Linked DNA regions of Mus musculus: region 1 is linked to region 2. Evidence: chromatin contacts called from public Hi-C data. All regions are on one chromosome and are shown on one strand. Each heading gives the region's core, a stretch centred on a gene start, on an enhancer-like site or on the middle of the called end of the contact. The rest is flanking DNA. Distances are from core to core; before and after follow the strand shown. Region 1 holds the start of Flot1 (flotillin 1). Region 2 holds the start of Atf6b (activating transcription factor 6 beta).

Region 1 (3,737 bases), core at 462-2,961, 1.2 Mb after region 2:
CTTTGGCTCTATAAGTAGCTCTGCTTTGCGGGGGATTTGCACTCCTCTACACTCTCTGCACAACGTCTAAATTATGTGCCACTCGCGCAACCATCTCCACACCATGACTGGCCTGAGGGCCCCTTCTCCAGCTCCCTCCACCGGCCCGGAACTCCGGCGGGGCTCTGGTCCCGAAATTTTCACCTTCGACCCTCTCCCGGAGCGGGCCGTGGTGTCCACCGCGCGTTTGAACACTTCTCGCGGGCACCGAAAACGCAGCCGAAGGGTGCTCTACCCTCGAGTGGTGAGTATCGCCCGAGTGGGCATCAGGAGGTCGCGTCGCCCTGGAACTTGTAGGTAACAACTAGGCGCAGGGACCTTCGATCTGACGTTTCCCTCTTTTATCTGCTCAGGTCCGGCGCCAGCTACCAACCGAGGAACCCAACATTGCCAAGAGGGTCCTCTTTCTCCTGTTCGCCATCATCTTCTGCCAGATTTTGATGGCTGAAGAGGGTGTGTCGCAGCCCCTGGCTCCGGAGGATGCTACCAGCGCCGTGACACCTGAGCCCATTTCTGCGCCCATTACTGCGCCCCCGGTCCTCGAGCCTTTGAACCTGACCTCGGAGTCCTCGGACTATGCGCTGGATCTTAAAGCTTTTCTCCAGCAACATCCGGCGGCCTTCTAAACGCGATGGGTCACAGTCCGAAGAAACAAAGGCACCATGGATGGGTACCTGGTGCGAGAGAACGTATCCCAAACTGGGATTTCTAAGGCAACGCTAACTCAGAACACTACCGCCAAGAGACACCGCGGGTCCTGGCTAGGCCCACTGGGGACGGACAGAGACTTTCTCCGTGTCTAATTAATATTTATGTATTTATGTATATCCTCCTAGGTGAAGGAGGGGTGTATGTAATATTTATTCTAACTTATGCAGGGGTGCGAGATATGCCTCCCTGCTGTAACACAGATATTTATTACGATTTATAGGGTCGGTAAGACAGAGTTGTGGGAGGGAGGACCCGGGTGGTAGGACTCCCAGCTTGGGGATTAGTCTGGGGGGGGTGTAATAAGATTAGGGGTAACACTCCGTCTTCCAGCACTTCAACTCTGTAGTCTGTTGTAAGGCTTTGGAAGACCCTTGGGAATCCGGCCTTTGATGTCTTCTGGTTGCTTCTCAGGGGCAGCTGCAGGAGTCTTGGGTCCATGGATTGTCAGAGGGCGGCTGTCTGGGGTCGCCTAGTATGTATGTTCTGTGAACACGAATAAACTTGATTTGCCTGTCATTATTATCTGCAGTTCTCGAAGTGTATCATTCAAGCGGGGGGGAGGGGGGAGTGGCGGGAGGATGTGACTAGGTGCCCAGTCCTCACCCTTTCTTGGGTCCTGAACTCTTTCTTGGAGTTACAGACCTATATCCGGTCACCGGATGCAGTCATACATTGCTGGGTGTGCGGTTTTCCCAGTTAGAGAGTGGTGTGGCAACCTGCTTACTCATGGCAGGCGGCGGGTATTCAGGAACCAGAGTGGAAGGGCGTGGCCTCGGTTGGGGGCGGAGCTTCCACGCCAATGCTTCGAGCGGGGGGGGGGGGGGGTTGGTTGTTGGTGGGGGGGAGAATGTCTGGCATCCCCCTGGGCTGCCGAGAACTGTAGTGCTGCGGACCCGAGCGGAGCCTGCCGGGAAAGGGGCGGACCGAGGGGTTGGGAGGGGGCGGGGTCGCGTCTGTTGCTGCAACAGGGTGCGGCCGGGTGGGGGGCGCAAGTGCAGCTTCCACTAAGCCGGGTGTCCGAGCAGTCCCCACCCCGTTCTGGGGTTCTGCGGGCCTCCGCGCTTCTCAAGACCCCGGTGGGGTTGCTTACGGGGACGTTCCGGAAGGTGAGTGGGGATGGGAGGCGGAGCCTTGGGCTACTGAAGAGCCTGGAGGCTGCGGAACTGCTGCAGACCCCTGGGCGCGGGAGAGCTTTGTGTGGTAGAGGGGCTAGGGGGCGCGGTGAGAGGAAGACTGTGAGAATCAACTGGCACAGAGGAAGAAGTCCGGGGGGGGGGTGTCTTAGGACTGTCACAGGGGCGCTCAAGGGACTGGGCGGTGGCAGAGGCAGTTGGTGCTCCTGATAGGAGGGTAAGGAGGTGCCACAGGGCCCCTTCCCCTTTGCAAAGGCTTCCTCTCTATTCCTCTCCAGCTGCAGCTTCAACCATGTTTTTCACTTGTGGCCCAAATGAGGCCATGGTGGTCTCCGGTAAGTCTCCTCCCAGCCAGTGACACCCACCCCACGCCCTCCCTTAAACCTGACCTATGCCCCCTCCTGTCCGCACCAGCTTCCCAGCCCTTACGTTCTGCCTGCGACGGCCACAAACCACCTGTGATTCCCAGCCTCCAAAGCATAGAATTCTCCCCACCCCCACCCCCACCCCAGCATCCAGATTCTCCTCATGGGCGTTCCACCTTTTACCCCAATGGTCTTCAGCTTTGCCACGGTCACATTATGCCCCCACAATACAGGGTTCTGCAGGAGCCCCCCAGTCATGGTGGCCGGAGGCCGAGTGTTTGTCCTACCCTGCATTCAGCAAATCCAGAGGTAGGTAGCAACAGAACCCAGGAAGGGAACCCATTTTCCTCTCTCTCTCTCTTACTGTCTGCTCCTTTTCCCCTAGGATCTCTCTCAACACACTGACCCTCAATGTCAAGAGTGAAAAGGTTTATACCCGCCACGGGGTCCCCATCTCAGTCACGGGCATTGCCCAGGTGAGGCTCTCAGAGCCTTCCTCCCAAAGCCCACCCCCACCTTTCTCCTGGCCATTAAGCACCTCTGGCCGTGGACTTCTCAACTCTGTCTTTCCGCTGGTCTCACCTTCAGCCGCCGCCCCCAAGACCCCTAGCTCTTGCTCCTCCTCTCCTTGCTTCCACCATCATACCCTTTCTATCTCTACTACGGCCGCAGGTGAAAATCCAGGGCCAGAACAAGGAGATGCTGGCAGCTGCCTGCCAGATGTTCCTGGGGAAGACAGAGGCGGAGATTGCCCACATTGCCCTGGAGACACTGGAAGGCCACCAGAGGGCAATCATGGCCCACATGACTGTGGAGGTAGGGCCAGGGGACAGGAGAAAACCTGGGTGGCATGTCAGGATGAGAAGACCATGACAGACCAGCTCACCTGTGACAGGTGATGAATCTGACTGCCCTCTTCCTACTGTTCTTTCTCTGTAGGAGATCTATAAGGATAGACAGAAATTCTCAGAGCAGGTTTTCAAAGTGGCCTCCTCCGACCTGGTCAACATGGGTATCAGCGTGGTTAGCTACACTTTGAAGGATATTCATGATGACCAGGTAAAAATAGTCGGTCGAGGCAGACTTGATAGCTGGCACCTATAATCCCAACACTGGGGTGGGGGCGGGGTGGGGGCCTAAAGCAGGAGGTCATCTGGGCTACATATGAATTCCATTCCAGCCTGGGCTACATAATGAGTTCCGGACTAGCCCTGGCTATGAGATGAGATCCTGTCTCAAAACAAAACAGCCTGATGTGGTGGTGCAGGCCTTTAATCCCAGCACTCAGGAGGCAGAGGCAGGTGGGTCTCTGTGAGTTGGAGCTCAGTCTGGTCTACAAGGCAAGTATGAGAGAGACCTGTATAATAAACCTTATCTCAAAGAACAGAATGTGATTAGTGATAGAGCAGTGACCTAGCCTAGTGTGCTGGGGGCCCCCCGGCTCCATCCTACACCACAAGACAAACAAAAGCCAAGGCAGTTGATCCTT
Region 2 (3,571 bases), core at 980-3,479:
GACTTAGGCCGTCCTGCTATGCTCCTTGGTCTCTCAGGTACTTTTTGACCCGGTCAAGTGCCCATAGTTGGGGCGACTACCCGAACCATGGGGAATTACAGAATTTATAGTTCTAAACTAGACCTGGGTGGATTCTAGCTTGGGAAGGGGGGAAAAAAAGGAGAAACTTTTAGCACTACGAGGAGTCTTAACTAGGAATTCTGGAATTTACATGGTTTCGGTTTTTTGTTTGTTTGTTTGTTTGTTTTTTTCACCTGCTCAGGTCTGAACTACACTTGACCCATCACTTTCCAGACTAAACTGTTCTTTCCTTTATCTGTTGTGGAAGGGATCAGGAGATCCAATGGAGACCTCACCTATCAGCCCAATGAACGAGAAGAACACCGCTCAGCCGCAGCAGCGGGAAGAGAACGCCCAGCAAATCTTAAATACAGCCATTCCGTTTAGGCAGCGGTCCCCAGGTCTTCTCCCTGAAGCCCTGAAGGTGGGAGTGAGACCGGATCCAGCCAATCAAATTGTAGAGACTCAAGAGATTGAACATCCCGTGGCTGGATTTGAAGGTGACTCTGATCAATTTCAAGTCTCAACCAATGAGATGGCAGAGCACCTCCAAGCTTCTGATCTTTGGTACTGTCCTGATGGGAGTTTTGTAAAGAAGATCATAGTCCCTGGCCATGGCTTAGACAAACCCAAGCTAGGCTCCAAATGCCAAGTGTTGGCTTTGGGATTTCCTTTTGGATCTGGGATGCCAGAGGGCTGGACAGAACTAACCATAGGCATAGGACAATGGAGGGAAAAAATGTGGGGGGAACTCATGGAAAAATGCCTGGAGTCTATGCGTCAAGGTGAGGAGGCAAAGATTCACCTTCCTGGATCCTCTGCACCTCTTGCTAAACTCAGACTGGATTCCTTCACCAATGGCCGGGACTCCTGGGAGATGGAGGCTATGGAGAAGGAGGCTCTGGCCAAAGAAGAACACAGAAGGGGTACAGAACTGTTTCGAGCTGGGAACCCTCAAGGGGCTGCCCGATGCTATGGACGGGCTCTCCGACTGCTGCTGACGTTGCCCCCACCCGGCCCTCCCGAACGAACTACCCTTTATGCCAATCTGGCTGCCTGCCAGTTGCTGCTAGGACACCCCCAGTTGGCAGCCCAGAGCTGTGACCGAGTGCTGGAGCGGGAGCCGGGCCATTTAAAGGCCTTATACCGAAGGGGGGTTGCTCGGGCTGCCCTCGGGGACTTGGAAAAAGCCACTGCTGATTTCAAGAAAGTGCTAGCAGTAGATCCCAAAAACCGTGCAGCGAAAGAGGAGCTGGGGAAGGTGGTCATTCAGGGAAGGAAACAGGATGCAGGGCTGGCTCGGGGACTGCGCAAGATGTTTAGCTGATTAAAGGAGACAGGAACCCGCGAACTGTGGTCTGTGTTGTGGAATTTTCAAGGGCCCCGAAGGAAGTTGTTTGAACTCGTATCTCGTTCTGACCTACAGGGAGTTAGCGACGGTGTCAGTGAGCCACTTGGTGGAGGGAGTCCCGGGAAGCGTATCCACCTCCGAGGATAGGAGAGGTTGTCTATTTGGGACTGGCTGTGGCAAACGCCAGAACTTCCGGATGTCAGGGAGTTGCATCCCAGGGAGGTGGAGTTACAAGTGGTTGCGTGTCGCCAGGTGTGGGTGCTGAGAATGTAATCCAGACCCTTATAAGAGCAACAAGCACTTTCCTTTTGGGTGGGAGGGTTTGAGACAGGGCTTCTCTGTGTAACAACCCTGGCCGTCCTGGAGCACACTTTGTAGACCAGGCTGAGATCCGCCTGCCTCTGCCTCCTGAGTGCTGGGATTAAAGGCGTGCACCACTACCGCCTAGTCGCAATAAGCAATATTAAACTGCTGAGCCATCTCTTATCCTAAATGCTGGAACTTTGCTCATTCGTTTATTCATTAATAATTCATTCATTATGCGTGTGCCTTCATGAGTTTATGGGCACCACATGGGTGCAGATGTTTGCGGACAACTGCTCAAGCATGAACACTCTAGCCCAGATGCCGGAACCCTAAGTGCTAGGAACTACATTTCCCACAATGCTAGTTTCTGGGGCCTGTACGGCGCACGCACAGTCTCGCCTGGATCGGTAAAGCGGCTGACCCGTGCCATTGGCCCGGCATGCACAGTCATTGCTCCTTCGTGTCACGTGTTCACCAACTAAGCCTCTGACTGGTCATCAGGACTTCCGGGACGCCGGTTTTCCTCAGCGAGCTCATGGATTTGCCGCGGCCGGGAGGAGGCGGGCCGGGGAGCCGGCTCATGGTGGGGGGTGGGGGGAAGATGGCGGAGCTGATGCTCCTCAGTGAGATCGCCGACCCGACGCGCTTCTTCACCGACAACCTGCTGAGTCCGGAGGACTGGGGTGCGCGGAGTGGGGCCCCGGGGGAGGAGCGGGCTGAGGCTCGCCATGGGCCCGAGGCACGCGGGAAGGCAGCAGAGGGTGAACGAGGAAGGCTGGGCGGACGCCGAGCCCATCCTCCGAGGGAGAGCGCAGCGGGACTCGCGCTTCCCCGGGATGCGGGAGGAGGGAAGACCTTGGTCTCCCGTGGGAGCACGGGGCTGCCCGGGGTCAGGGGAGAGGGGCTGGACGCCTTAGGGTGTAAGGCTGAGCGAGTGGGCGGGCGGTGGGTCTGGCCCGGCCGAGCCAATGAGGGATGGAGCCGGGGCTGGCGTGCCACCCTCCTGACACGCGGGCCTCCATGCAGACAGCACCTTGTACAGTGGCCTGGATGAAGTGGCCGAGGAGCAGGCACAGTTGTTCCGTTGCGTGGAGCAGGATGTCCCGGTATTGCTACCTCAGAGTTTCTCTTATGACCCTTGGTGGTGGGAGGGCGACCCCAAACTTGGAGTCATTGCCAAGCCACAGAGCTCATCAGGGTGTCACCCCTGCTCATGTTAAACTCGAAAATTTCGAGGAGAAAGACCAGTTTCAAAAGTCCATTGGTCTAATTGGCTCAAGTTTTATTTTAGAGGCGCACCCGGGACTAGCCAACTAAGTCAGGATTTTAGAGAGCAGCCCCTTCTGGCCTTTTGGGATCCTTCTTATGGGGTACAGATAAAAGACTGACAGCTGTGTGTCTACAGGGGCGAGAATAGGTGGTTAGTGGTTGTTAGTAAAATACAACGAAAGCAAAAGAGAAACATTTTTTTCTGTAAACTATGGAGCCTTGACACAGTGGGCGTCTTAATTTGCAAGCTGTGTCGCTCCTGTTTTGCTGTCGTACTTTCTCACCTTCCTGCCCGCTAATATGTCCCACTGCTTAGTTTGACAGCAGCTCTCTGGATGTGGGGATGGATGTCAGCCCCCCTGAGCCCCCTTGGGACCCTCTACCCATCTTCCCAGGTAAGGCGCCCTTAGGATTCCCCTCATCTTTCCAAATGCCCTTCTCTTCCCACTGCTTCCCAGAAACTAACATCCCTGTGTGCTCCTCCCTGTGATCCCTGGGGTGTTGTCTGCCCTTACTCTCCTGCCCCACCTCAGCACCACGCTACAGGCAATGCTAGGCTCTGCTCCTCCGTTACTCATTTCTGCA

What was found. Hi-C and Micro-C count contacts between places; a contact is called where the count stands out from the background.
Region 1: a contact with region 2 is called in a Hi-C map of B cells, with 6 read pairs. The contact joins the promoter of Flot1 here to the promoter of Atf6b in region 2. A contact is called at or near these places in 1 of 39 promoter capture datasets (hippocampal neurons), 1 of 484 Hi-C or Micro-C datasets (B cells) and 1 of 115 datasets of contacts at active chromatin or transcription factors (double positive thymocytes).

What each region holds. Positions count from the first base shown.
Region 1 is chr17:35,821,646-35,825,382 of GRCm38.p6, forward strand. It overlaps Flot1 (flotillin 1), which reads left to right and starts at 1,712. Exons shown (of 13, transcript NM_008027.2): 1 at 1,712-1,856; 2 at 2,162-2,218; 3 at 2,482-2,557; 4 at 2,634-2,724; 5 at 2,921-3,064; 6 at 3,188-3,307. The coding sequence starts at 2,176. It overlaps Ier3 (immediate early response 3), which reads left to right and starts at 68. Exons shown (of 2, transcript NM_133662.2): 1 at 68-283; 2 at 393-1,266. The coding sequence starts at 74. The coding sequence ends at 665.
Region 2 is chr17:34,644,917-34,648,487 of GRCm38.p6, forward strand. Atf6b (activating transcription factor 6 beta) reads left to right here and starts at 2,230. Exons shown (of 18, transcript NM_017406.4): 1 at 2,230-2,400; 2 at 2,744-2,823; 3 at 3,303-3,381. The coding sequence starts at 2,298. It overlaps Fkbpl (FK506 binding protein-like), which reads left to right. Exons shown (of 2, transcript NM_019873.3): 1 at 1-37; 2 at 329-1,901. The coding sequence starts at 344. The coding sequence ends at 1,387.